Linked DNA regions of Pan troglodytes: region 2 is linked to region 1. Evidence: chromatin contacts called from public Hi-C data. All regions are on one chromosome and are shown on one strand. The core of a region is the stretch at or near the end of the contact, and the rest is flanking DNA. Distances in the headings are between cores, read along the strand shown.

Evidence for each region. Hi-C and Micro-C count contacts between places; a contact is called where the count stands out from the background.
Region 2: a contact with region 1 is called in a Hi-C map of stem cell-derived neural progenitor cells, with 5 times the contacts expected there. The contact joins the promoter of IRF2BP2 here to the enhancer-like site in region 1. A contact is called at or near these places in 1 of 7 Hi-C or Micro-C datasets (stem cell-derived neural progenitor cells) and 1 of 1 datasets of contacts at active chromatin or transcription factors (stem cell-derived excitatory neurons).

Annotation. Positions count from the first base shown.
Region 1 is chr1:14,250,023-14,253,265 of NHGRI_mPanTro3-v2.0_pri, forward strand. No RefSeq gene overlaps it. Among named protein-coding and RNA genes, the nearest start is that of TOMM20, 210 kb to the left of the region's middle. Within about 2 kb of position 1,644, at least 6 of the 24 cell types and tissues checked have an H3K27ac peak or open chromatin away from gene starts, as enhancers often do. A contact at or near this core is called in stem cell-derived neural progenitor cells, where this site is marked.
Region 2 is chr1:14,566,716-14,570,024 of NHGRI_mPanTro3-v2.0_pri, forward strand. It overlaps IRF2BP2 (interferon regulatory factor 2 binding protein 2), which reads left to right and starts at 1,395. Exons shown (of 2, transcript XM_525097.8): 1 at 1,395-3,120. The coding sequence starts at 2,073.

The DNA.
Region 1 (3,243 bases), core at 394-2,893:
AGCAGTGAAGGACCCCGGAGGAGGACAGCAGCCTTCCAGAGGGAGGCGGAGGGCAGGGTAGAGGTGAGGTGGAGGGCAGAGTACAGGTGAGGTGACAGAGATCCGGACGGAGGCTGGAGAGGAGGCCCTTCTGGGCTGAGGCCAGGCTGGGTGGAGGGCAGTGGGTGTGAGAAGGAGGAGGTCAGAATGAGGAGACATTCAGAAGGGGAGTCAACAGGACTCTGGGGCTCCTTGGAGACAATGAGTCTTCACATCTGTGTGGCTGGAAGCTGATCAGACTTCACCAGGAAGGGGGGCCGTGGAGGAGACCCTGTTGGGGATGCATTGGTGGGACTTCAAGGGTGCGACGTCCAGTAGGCAGCTGGCTTCGGGAACCTGGAGACTGCAGCAGAGTCAGTGCTGTGTGCCCGCCCAGGGGCTGTTTGTGCAGGGTGACCCGGACCCGAGGTGAGGCCTCAGGGGACAGAGGCACCTGGAGAGAAGTGTGGAGCAGGTGTGACCTGGGAAAGCCCGTGGCGGGGGCCACTCCACGCAAGAGCAAAAGAGCTTTGGAAAGGAAGCATTGCAGTGGTCATAGGTGCCGCTCTGCACTTGTTCAATGGGCTGGTGATTCCTCATTGTTCTGTGATGTTGGTTTCAGTTTTGTAATGAGTTTTCATGAAAATAACGAGCACAATGAAAGCCCACATCCCTCTCAAAGTAGCGGAATGGAAAATAGAACTCTGAAGAACCAGCTCTCTTGACGTTCTGAGGCCCAGACATTTCTCTCAGGGTTGTAGAACAACCTTGAACCTGCGTGTCTCACTGACCCCACCGCACGCCTGCCCCTGGACCTTCCTAACGTCTAGGGGGTGACGCACCTGAGTGGAGATTCTCCATGCAGCACCAGGGATTTCTGCCATCGTGGACTTTTTAACAGGTGTTCTCGGGATGAGGATTTTTTGGGTGCACCCCCCACCGGCAGCAGTTGCGTTTCTGGGCTTGAGATTCAAGGCATGACTGAGCAGGTGGGGGATGATGCTATGCATTTTTTGGCATGAGGTCTCTTTCAAGTAAATGAAGAGGCCATTTCAGAAACACTGCAGAGAGAGAAATGCGAGCACACATTTTCTGCTCTGGCCACCATGATTCTTTTGCATCTCATCACCATTTCCCTGCACTTATGCCACCCCCTTCCCCAAGCTCCAGGGCCCACTAACTGTGAGAACAACGAAAAGCATTAGCTATGGACTCAGCACGCTTCCTCCCCGAGAGCTCCCGACAGCCAGCAGAAATCAATAAATTAGGATAAAGAAAATGACATTTAGCTTTGTCTGGGCTCTCCTGTCTGTATGATTTTGCAGGCTTGGTGTGGAATGAAAATTCTGTTTCCTCTGCTCCCCTCCCCTAAACCTACAGACTGGTCTTCCTGCTTCCCTATGAGTGCCTGCTTCAACCCAGACAGTTCTGACACTTTGACTTACTGATCAACTTTTTTTTTTTTCTTAAACCACAGTTTAAAAAAAGTCAAACACACACAGTCACGGGAAACAAAAACACAGAAAACAACAAACCCTGTTTAAGAGCTGAGTAAGCACTAAGGCATGCATTCCCTCCAAGAGCAAGGGCCAGGATGAGAATTCTCGGTTCAGCTGACTAACGCAGCTCACATTTTAATAGTCTGCAGCTCTTTCTAAGCTGTTAACACTTTACTGTCTTAGAGGATGTTTGGGCTGAATACCTCCCATAGTTCTTCCACTGAGACATACCTTCTCCATGGTAGGGAAAAGCAAACAGGAGTGTTGTAGAGAAAGATGAGTCAGGGGCCAAGTGGGTTGGTGCCAAGACAAAGCAGGAACAAACCAGTGTTCTGGTGCCTTCCGAAAGGTATGTGTTTAGCTCCCACTGATAAGTGAGAACATGATGTATTTGGTTTTCTGTTCCTGCATTAATTCGCTTAGGTTAATGGCCTCCAGCCACATCCATGTTGCTGCAAAAGACCTGATTTCATTCTTTTTTATGGCTGTGTAGTATTCCACGGTGTATATGAACCACATCTTTATCCAATTCACCATTGATGGGAACCTGGGTTGATTCTGTGTTTTTGCTATCATGAATAAAGATGGGAACAATAGTCACCGGGGACTACTAGACCAGGGACAGGGGAGGAGGGGCAAGGGCTGAAAAACTACCTGTTGGGTGCTATGCCCATTACCTGGGTGCCAGTCATACCCCAAAGCTCAGAATCATGCTATATACCTTTGTAACAAACCTGCACAAGTACTCCCTGACTCTAAAATAAAAGTTGAAAAAGAAAAGGAAAAAAGGAAATGTATGTATGTGTCTTCTACACTTGACTGGTCAGCCAGGGCTGTCCTGTCCAAGCCTCTGTTCTCATCTCTCTCTTCACCCTGACGGCCACGACATGTCCAGAGCTGAAGAACAAAGTGTGCTTGAGGTCGTCTTGAGCGCAGGTTCCAAGACGATTGTTAACACACACAAAGCCTTCCAGACCTCAGCAGAAGGGTGACATTTTCTTCTGGTAGAGTTTGTAATTTAAGATAAGGCAATAGAGCCTGAAGCTGGCAGTGTGGTGTGCACGCCAGCCACATAGCAGCCTCACTTCTCGAGAGGAATCACAGTTTCTGTTTCTAGGTCTCTGGATTTGTACAGCCCAGGCCAGACACTGTGAGGATGCTGGATGGAAGTCTCTGTATAAGGGGCTGGTCCCGGAAATGAGTCCGTCATGTCTGTAGAGAGGTCACCAACAGCTGCTGGATATTGTGCTGCCTCTTCTGGTGGCACACATTTGCTTGGAGGAAAATGCACACTTATTTTAATATTAGATAAAGAGAAGGAGTTCTTCTCCACCAGTGAGCCTGACTCCAGAGAGTTTCTGGAGCCTTGAGGATGCGTTTGTTGAGCACTTAGCAAGGGGCTGTGTGCTGTTGGCAGTGGACAAGGCCAAGGGCCTTGAGGCCTCTACTACCTAGGGCAAGGCCAGCAGATGTCTTCTGCAAAGGGCCTGATAGTAAATGGCATGGCTGTGTTCTAATAACACTTTATTTACAAAAACAGCTGCTGGCCAGATTTGGCCCATTTGTTTGCTGCCCAGATTTTTCCTCTGAGCTTCTCAATGATAAAAACAAATTCTCACCCGTTTTTTTGTCTTCCTAGTGCCTAGCACGAGGCCTGACCCATGGAGGGCCTTCGGTGGCATGTGCCGAGTAATACTCCGTAAATGTCTTCCAAGGAAAATGCTGT
Region 2 (3,309 bases), core at 145-2,644, 320 kb after region 1:
GCTCATTCCAGTCTCAAGGGACAGTTGTGGGCCTGTGTTCCCAACAAAAGCAGCTCCAGAGGCCGCCCTTAAAGAGCTTAAGTGTAAAAATCCCAATTGAAGAGCGACTAAGCCTACGTGTATTAGGGAGACTAACGACCAGCCCAAAGTGATTTACCATAACACACACCAGCTCCTCCTCCCGATAAAAGTGTGAAACTCAAGCATTCAATTCAGTCTGGGCTGAGTCTGAGGCTGCCAACGGTGGCAGAGCTGCAGGCCGGGCGGCTGGGCTGGGCTCATCCCGGCCTGGGTGGCATATAGGGCGCAAGTCCGCCTCCGTCGGCGGCCCGCCCTGCGCGACGGCGGGCGAACCAGCCAGCCGGTCGCCCCCACGGCCCTCGGGGACCTCGCGGAGGCGAGCAGGACCCCCCCCCCGACTCGCGCCCTCGCCTCCCGCCACCTCGAGTCCAAGTTCGGGCCCGGGGGCGGCGCCTCGACGCCTAGACTCGCCGAAGGGGGTGGAGCCTGCGCTGTGACGCGGCCGCGCTGGCCGTAGACCCCGGATCCCTGGAATGTGCATTCGTTCCACGAGGCCCTAGTGCCAGCGGCGCCGAGGCACGTCTGCGCGGAGCGTGCGCACTCGCGGCGGCGGCCGCCCACGGCCCCGCGCCCACGTCACGCGCCCGCCGCGCATACCTACATAAGGCGGCCGGGGCGACTGGCGCGGGGGAGGGCTGGACGGGGCTAAGAGCAGCACTTGGTGTTCGGGAGAGGCTAGTCCGAACCGCGCTCCCTCCCCTCCAGAGGGCTCCGTGGAAAACGCGCGAGCCAGCTGGCGGCGCGTGCACGTGGTGCTGGGCTTGGGAATATTCACAGTCTCCCTAGTTAGTAAAAGGGACAGGCGGCGCGTATGTCCTTTCCAAGACAAATGCAAAGCACCAGTGACGGATTTCATGCTTACGTGTCCGACATTGAGCTTTCAAGTATAACTCCTAAAAAACCAGAACTGTGAACCACGCTAGACCTAAATTCCCCATTCTCAGGAGACTGACGGAAACCAAGTGACAAAGTGTCCTTGCATAAAAGAAAAAGAAATGATTTTTAGCACGATTTGGCCCAGAGGCACACTAGAGAAAAACATCCTGAGGGTGGTCGGGACAGCCGGGTGGGGCGCGAAGTGAGGGAAAGTGGAGGAAAAGCACACGATCACTTTGCGCGGTGTTCCGAAGGGAACACCGGCGCTGCGCTGCTGCGCTGCCCCGCGGGCGGGCGGGCGCCGCAGAGCCGGCTCTCCCGGCAGCGCTCCTTCGGCGCGCGGGGGGAGGGGGAGCGCGCGCGCGGGAGGGCGGGCACGCGCACGAGGGGAGGGGGCCCGCGCAGGCGCCGTGCGAGACTGTCGAAGAATCAAGTCTGTAGAAGTGGAGCGGTCGCGGCGGCAGCAGCAGCAGCGACGGTGGCGGCGGCGGAGCTGAGGCGGGCTGGCCGCTGACGCTGGCGCTGGAGAGCGGCGACGCCAGGAGCTGTGAGAGAGCGGCGGAGCGACCCGGGGCCCGCGCCGCGCCCGAGCTCCACGCCGCCCGGCCGCCGCCACCCCGGCGCGGCATGCCCCGCCGCTCGGGCTGAGCCTGCCCCGGCGGCCGCCCCCCGCCCCCTGCCCCCCCGGCCTCCCCGCCCCCCGCCCCGCACTCCGTGCCGGCCGCCGCCGCGACCTGCTGCGCTCCCCCGCGCCCGCGCGGCCCGTCTTCGCCCCGGTCTGGAGGCCCGCCGCGGCTCCGGCCGAGCCCCCGCCGCCGCGCCCGCCGCCCCGCCGCACCGCGCCGCCCGCCCGTGCCCGGGCCGGCCGGGGGGAACTGCTGCCGCGGCTGCAGCCCCTCACCTCGCGCCCGCCGCCCCTCGTGCACCGGGGGCGCTGCGCGGGCGCCGAGCCTTCGCGGGCTTTGCCGCCGCCGCCGCCTTTGCGGCCGCCGCCGCCGCTGGTGGGGGAGACGCGGGGTTGGGGGGGGAGGAGGGCGCGCGTGGTGCCGGTGGGGGGCGGCGGCGCCCCCTCCTCCTCCTCCGCCTCCTCCTCCGGCGTCGCGGGCTCCTCGGACATGGCCGCGGCGGTGGCGGTGGCGGCCGCGTCCCGGCGGCAATCGTGCTACCTGTGTGACCTGCCCCGCATGCCCTGGGCCATGATCTGGGACTTCACCGAACCCGTCTGCCGCGGCTGCGTCAACTACGAGGGCGCCGACCGCGTCGAGTTCGTCATCGAGACGGCGCGGCAGCTCAAGCGGGCGCACGGCTGCTTCCCGGAGGGTCGCTCCCCACCCGGCGCCGCGGCCCCGGCCGCCGCCAAGCCGCCGCCGCTCTCCGCCAAGGACATCCTTTTGCAGCAGCAGCAGCAGCTTGGCCACGGCGGCCCCGAGGCGGCCCCGCGCGCGCCGCAGGCCTTGGAGCGCTACCCGCTGGCGGCCGCGGCCGAGAGGCCCCCGCGCCTCGGCTCTGACTTCGGCAGCAGCCGCCCGGCCGCGAGCCTGGCCCAGCCGCCGACGCCGCAGCCGCCGCCCGTGAACGGCATCCTGGTGCCCAACGGCTTCTCCAAGCTAGAGGAGCCGCCCGAGCTGAATCGCCAGAGCCCGAACCCGCGGCGCGGCCACGCCGTGCCGCCCACCCTGGTGCCGCTCATGAACGGCTCGGCCACGCCGCTGCCCACCGCGCTCGGCCTCGGCGGCCGCGCTGCCGCCTCCTTAGCCGCGGTGTCGGGAACCGCGGCCGCCAGCCTGGGCTCCGCGCAGCCCACCGATCTGGGCGCCCACAAGCGGCCGGCATCCGTGTCGAGCAGCGCTGCCGTGGAGCACGAGCAGCGTGAGGCGGCAGCCAAGGAGAAACAACCGCCGCCGCCTGCGCACCGGGGCCCGGCCGACAGCCTGTCCACCGCGGCCGGGGCCGCCGAGCTGAGCGCGGAAGGTGCGGGCAAGAGCCGCGGGTCTGGAGAGCAGGACTGGGTCAACAGGCCCAAGACCGTGCGCGACACGCTGCTGGCGCTGCACCAGCACGGCCACTCGGGGCCCTTCGAGAGCAAGTTTAAGAAGGAGCCGGCCCTGACTGCAGGCAGGTTGTTGGGTTTCGAGGCCAACGGGGCCAACGGGTCTAAAGCAGGTAGGGGCGGCTGTGAAGTGAGGGGTCTAGGGGAGAAAAGGGGACGGAGAGCAGAGGAGGGGTGGTTCTTTCGAGTCACCATTTTACCCCAGCCCAGAAACAACAAACACCCCACTTCCTGATCTGCCTGAGGCGGAACCAGTGCTTGGTGGCAACGTGTTCATGTGCTGAAGCAGCATAACAGAGATG